2 separate regions of the Mus musculus genome follow, and region 2 is linked to region 1. Evidence: chromatin contacts called from public Micro-C data. All regions are on one chromosome and are shown on one strand. The core of a region is the stretch at or near the end of the contact, and the rest is flanking DNA. Distances in the headings are between cores, read along the strand shown.

Region 1 (2,992 bases), core at 414-2,913:
TTACTAAGAACATCAGCGTACATGTTTTGTATGAATGTTTTCAATTCACTTGGTGGACCCAAGAGTGAAATCTCTATGTCGGATGGCAAAGCCGTTTAACTGTTACTTGGTAAATATTCTAAGGAACTGCCAAACTATTTTCAAAAGTGGAACCATTCTCCGTTCCCACAAGCAAGGTCAAAGAGTTGAAATCCATGTTTGCCACTACCAGCACTAGTCATTTTTGCCCTGCTTGTTTTTTTGAGAGACAGTCTCACTATGCAGCTTTGGCTTGCTTCAAACTCATAGACAGCCATCTGTTTCTGTCTCCCAAGCGCTGGGATTAAAGGTGTGTGCCACCATGTCTGGCCATTTTTGTTTGTTGTTGTTGTTTTGAGACAGGGTTTCTCTGTGTAGTCCTGGCTGTCCTGGAACTCACTCTGTAGACCAGGCTGGCCTCGAACTCAGAAATCCGCCTGCCTCTGCCTCCCAAGTGCTGGGATTAAAGGCGTGCACCACCACTGCCCGGCTGCATTTTGTTTTTTATATGGACTTCTTAGTCAGTACAAGATAGGAATGGAATGTGGTTGGGATTTACATTTCTGTAATAACTGAGTATCTGTACATGTGCTTGCAAGGCCATTTATGTACTTGGAGACATCTCTGGAGAAATGCTCAAAGTTTTAATTTGTTTTAATTTATTATTGTGTATGATAGCATGTGTGAATATATAAATAGAGGCACACATGCCACACTGCACATGTGAGGTCAGAGGAAAACTTTTGGGGACAGAACTGCTCCCCTTACTGTGGCTCCCGGGCATGATGGCACACTTCCATAATCAAAACTCATGGGAGGTAGAGGCAGGATGATCAAGATTCCAAGGCTAGCCTTGGCTACATAGTGTGTTTGAGGGCATCCTAGGCTACTTGAGACCCTGTCACAAACAAACAAAAAGCCCTCCAGCAGAGCTGGAGACAAAGGCATGAGGATCATCATTACAGGCTTGTGGCTACCTTGATCCAGGGCAGCTAGAATACCAAGATCCTGACTCAAGACGCTGCAAAGCAAATCCCCAAAGCAAGTCTACATTAACATAGATTTACTCGGATTCCAACAGGAGGGAGAGGGAGAGAAAAAAAACCCAGAAAATAGACTAACTCTCAACTAGGGAAGATTTAAGACTGCAGGAGAGATTGGGTAACTGTCTGGAGACATTATTGTCAAAACTTGTCTGTATGCCTAGAGATTAGTGGATGGAAGCCAGGAAAACTGCTACATACTACAATACATAGGACAGCTCCGCCAAGTAACTATGTTGACCCAAAATGCTGATGGAAGGAAACCAGTCACAGGGTACTGAAAGATGATAAGCAAACTAAGAGAAAGGAGCCCCACCCACCCTAGCTTCCAATTCACGCTTTAACTTATGCACTACAGTATGGCCGGGTCTTACAACACCAACCATTTAACAGACTTCTCAGCAGAGTGTGCTGAGATTGCTAAGCGAAAGGCTCCTCTGTAGTTCCCAACGGCCACGAGAAAGATCAGAGTCACTAGGCTAAAGACAGTAAAGGAGACGTCACTCCTGTCATATGGCCAGCTGTGCAGTCTTCTCAGGCACGCGGATGTCAGCACACGGAAAGCTTCTATAAACAGTGGAGGCCCTAAAGGGCCTTCTGGGTCCCTACTGTTACTCAGCTACTTGTGGGTTACAGATTCACTTGGGCCTGGATACCGGGATGAGCTTCTCTAACCCAGGGTGCTAACTACACTCCTCAACTGAGGGTGAACCCCAGGTGTGGCTTTTCTCCTCCCAGCCCTAAGTAGCACACAGAGCTTCCTCATAACTAACAGTCACTCTCTATAAGACTTACACATTTACCCACTCAGTCTACTGCGTGGTTTCTGCCTCCTGAGCAGGCCTGATGAGTCACCAAGACTGAATGAAATCCTGAGCTCCATCCCGGGACTCACACTGTGGAGAAAATCCAACTCCTGCAGGTTCTCTTCTTCCTTCTAACACACATGCACACATACACACACATTAAATGTAATGAAAAACTAAAACCACAAAGAATCTGTATTAATTACTCTTAAACATCCTTATAAAATCTGTATTTTCCACTGGTAGGCCAGCTGGGCTTTAACTTATACCAACACTCCAGGTTCTGCCTCCCAGGTGCTAGGATTACAGATATGCGCCACCACACCCAGCTAGAGTTATTTTTATAGTTATTAAAAGATATGAATAAAAGTCAAAGAACAGCAGCGCTAAGAGAAGGTGCAACCAGGTGTCTTTATACCGGAAGTTTGTAATGATGGTCCTTGCAGACACTCATCAGTTTAAAATTAAAACAAAACAAAACAAAACCAAAACAAAGCACCCAGAAGCGCTTATCCAGAACATTATCTGTCCGTGAACCCTGCATGGTGGTACATGCCTATGATTGTAGCCAGTGGACAACTGAGGTGTGTTGTGTGAGACATGGCACACGTGTTCTCACATCCCAGCACCCTGCGGGAACCCTCTCTACCGAATTCTTTTTTTCCCCCCTTGGATTTTTTTTTATTTACATTTCAAATGTTTTCTTTCCAGGTCTCCCCATCGTAAACCCTCTATCCTTCCCCTCCTCCCCCTGTCTCTATGAGGGTGCTCCCCAACTCACCCACTCCCATCCTCCTGCCCTGGCATTCCCCTACACTGGGACATTGAACCCTCTCAGGCCCTCGGGCCTCTCCTCCCACTGACATCCAACAAGGCCACCCTCTGCCACATATGTGGCCAGCGCCATGGGCAGCTCCGTGTTATTCTTTGGTTGGTGGTGCAGTCCCCAGGAGCTCCCGGGGAGGGGGTGGGGTCTAGTCTGTTGACACTGTTGCTCCCTCCATGGAGATGCAAATCCTCTCAACTCCTTCAGTTCCTTCTCCAACTCCTCCATCCGGGACCCCAGAGCTCAGTCTGGCAGAGCCTCTCAGGAGAGAGCCATACCAGGCTTCTATCAGCAAGCAC
Region 2 (3,256 bases), core at 722-3,221, 560 kb before region 1:
GGGGGTGGGGTTACTGGTTAGTTCATATTGTTGTTCCACCTATAGGGTTGCAGATCCCTTTAGCTCCTTGGGTACTTTCTCTAGCTCCTCCATTGGGGGCCCTGTGATCCATTCAATAGCTGACTGTGAGCATCCACTTCTGTGTTTGCTAGGCCCCAGCATAGTCTCACAAGAGACAGCTATATCAGTGTCCTTTCAGCAAAATCTTGCTAGTGTATGCAGTGGTGTCAGCATTTGGAGGCTGATTATGGGATGGATCCCTGGATATGGCAGTCTCTAAATGGTCCATCCTTTAGTCTCTGCTCCAAACTTTGTCTCTGTAACTCCTTCCATGGGTGTTTTGTTCCCAATTCTAAGAGGGGGCAAAGTGTCCACACTTTGGTCTTTGTTCTTCTTGAGTTTCATGTGTTTTGCAAATTGTATCTTATATCTTGGGTATTCTAAGTTTCTGGGCTAATATCCACTTATCAGTGAGTACATATCATGTAAGTTCTTTTGTGATTGGGTTACCTCACTCAGGATGATGCCCTCTAGGTCCAACCATTTGCCTAGGAATTTCATAAATTCATTCTTTTTAATAGCTGAGTAGTACTCCATTGTGTAAATGTACCACATTTTCTGTATCCATTCCTCTGTTGAGGGGCATCTGGGTTCTTCCCAGCTTCTGGCTATTATAAATAAGGCTGCTATGTTTTGTATGCCCGCAGGGGAGCTGGCTCATGGTACCAGCCTCCTAGTTCAATAAAGGGAAACATTTTCTGTACAAAATTATACAGCAATAGAGTAGACATGGATGAAGGGACAAATACACAGGAGCATCTGGTGTATAGCAAAAGGCACCTAACCCAGCCTTATGAAGGAGGAGAATTCGGAAGTTGTCCTTTATGAAATCTGCCTCTTGGGCAACAGTCTTTCTGCCTGCTATGTAAGGACCACAATTGAAGTTCAATATAGTCCATAGACATGATGCTATAACTTCATGTTTTATTTTATTTACTTATTTTAAACATTTCTTGTGTGTGTGTGTGTGTGTGTGTGTGTGTGTGTGTGTGTGTGTGTGTGAACATGATATGTTTGGGGGCAGGGATCACATGTTCCACAATGTGTGAATATGTGGGGGTCAGAGGACACTTTTGAAATTGGTTTTATCCACCCACCTTTATGTGGGTCCCAGGAATTGAACTCAGTGGTCAGGCTTGTGAAGCCAAGATCTTTGCTCATTGAACTGCCTCACCTGGCCTGTTTCATGCATTAGAGCAAATCACAGGTATTCTGCCCCCTTGTGTGGTTCACAGGGTTTGAATATGAAGTGTTCAATGTTAAGATTTTTGCCCCAGCATTCACAAGAGATGTAGTTTTTGAATATCTGGTGTGAGATGCAGGTGAGGGAGCTTTGTCTACACATCTGGAACACAGGGAGATGGAATTTGGTTTTGGGTCTGGTTTCCTGCTTTGTCTATCAATTACATGAAAATCCCCAAACATCCACATTTCTTACTATTGGAGGCACCAAATATCACCAGAATCTTTGGTGTGAAATAAATGATGTTCTTGGACACAGCTGTAAGGTTTGATGTTTTGTTGTTGTTGTTATAGGTGGATCAAAGCTAATGCTGGCAATTACTTTAACCTTAAGCCAACAACGATGACTGTGATGACAGCTGAGCCTGCTTTTTGTGTTCCTAAGACCCTTTTAACAACTAATTTCTCATGCTTATAAATATTATTTTTTCCTGGCTCAAAGTCTGAAAATACTAGAATTAACTCTTCAAATGTTTCACTCCCTCAAATTCAACTCTGTGATAAACCAGTAGAACTTCCGACTGGTAAACATCCCTTCTCTGAAGACTTGTCTGTGGATTACTGTTCTGTTTTGTAGATGAGAAACGGGCATGGATGAGGCATACAACTGACCTAAACATTCATAGCACCTTACAGTACAGTCTAGGAATCTGGTCCACAGTGCCCACGGTATTTCAGACTGTGGCTTAGTCATGAGACAAAGCATTGGAAGAATCCAATGTCATTAAAAATGTTCTGTTAGTGTCGATCAATTCCCAAGATACAAAATGTGATAAACCCTGGCAAGGACAATGAACCACCCCTGAAAAACAGAAAGGAACAACTGCTAGCAGTTGCCTCCCAACCTTAGCCTTGACTATCCCGTTTGGAGAACTGGAAACTCACGGCAGATGGGGTTGGCTCTCTTTCAGTAATGTCTGCGCTACTCAGATACTCTTGTGCAAACTCAGTTTCTGAAAGTTATGAAGGGGATTTTTGGTTGAGCAAAATGTTCTTGTAAAAGTTGTCTCCTATTAAATCGTAGACACAACTCCAAGGAATTTCTTACTAGAAAGCAGTGCATTACTCTAGGATGAATCATGGATTGGTTTTCCAGGCTCTTCTGACTGAGATGCACTCGCACGTACTCACATGAGACGTACAGTATTTCTTTACTGTATGTATAACTGAGATGCCCACTGAAGAATCATCTAAGGCAGAGTTAGAGTAAGTTTGTTATATGTAAAGAGGACCCAGTGAAACCTGGTTAAAGCAACCTCCAATGTAATAAACTGCAAGTTAATTAGAAAGTGTGTACAGAGCACTGAGCAGAGCACCCTTATGCTACCTTCAATATTATCTGTCAAGAACTTCTGCCTTCTTGCCTTTTGATGGCATGTGGAATAAATTCCAACAGGGAAAGAGGAAGTCACTCAAAAGTCAAGTCCTGTTAGATGGGATTGAAGTGATTACTGCAAGCAAGGCAATTAATATATTCTTAGATTACATTCACCTTTGTGGACTTGTAGTAAGAGTACAAAAAATCTACAATTACTACATTTCAAGTTTAGAACACATTATTATTAGCTCTCCTCCTCCTCCTTATCCTTCACAGCGTGGCTCCACGCCCCTAGACCACCATCTTCCTGTCCCATCTTGGATCCTGCACTTCATGCCATGGTTTTGCTTTCTTTTTCTGTGCAATTGATTTTCCATTCACTTGTGGTACGATTTCATATACAAGTGAGATGCTCTTCTAATTTTCCTATGCCTGGCCTATTTCACACAGCAAAATGTTACTCCAGTTTCACACATGTTGGAGATTAGAGGAACCTTAGTGGCAAAAAGTTTAAGATCGGATACTTTCCTCTTGAGCATATCACAGTTTCTCCACCAATTCATTCATCAGTGAATACTTAAACGTTTCTATGTTTTAGTTGTGAAATCATACAAATCAAGAGGTGGGGCAGGGGTG

What was found. Hi-C and Micro-C count contacts between places; a contact is called where the count stands out from the background.
Region 2: a Micro-C map of embryonic fibroblasts shows a contact between it and region 1, with 3 times the contacts expected there. The contact joins two enhancer-like sites. A contact is called at or near these places in 6 of 484 Hi-C or Micro-C datasets (adipose-derived mesenchymal stem cells, bone marrow-derived macrophages, cortical neurons and 3 more) and 1 of 115 datasets of contacts at active chromatin or transcription factors (astrocytes).

Annotation. Positions count from the first base shown.
Region 1 is chr10:44,315,357-44,318,348 of GRCm38.p6, reverse strand. All of the region lies in intron 5 of Atg5 (autophagy related 5), which reads right to left. Among named protein-coding and RNA genes, the nearest start is that of Mir1929, 43 kb to the left of the region's middle. Within about 2 kb of position 1,663, at least 55 of the 459 cell types and tissues checked have an H3K27ac peak or open chromatin away from gene starts, as enhancers often do. A contact at or near this core is called in embryonic fibroblasts, where this site is marked.
Region 2 is chr10:44,876,321-44,879,576 of GRCm38.p6, reverse strand. No RefSeq gene overlaps it. Among named protein-coding and RNA genes, the nearest start is that of Gm40638, 65 kb to the left of the region's middle. Within about 2 kb of position 1,971, at least 10 of the 459 cell types and tissues checked have an H3K27ac peak or open chromatin away from gene starts, as enhancers often do. A contact at or near this core is called in embryonic fibroblasts, where this site is marked.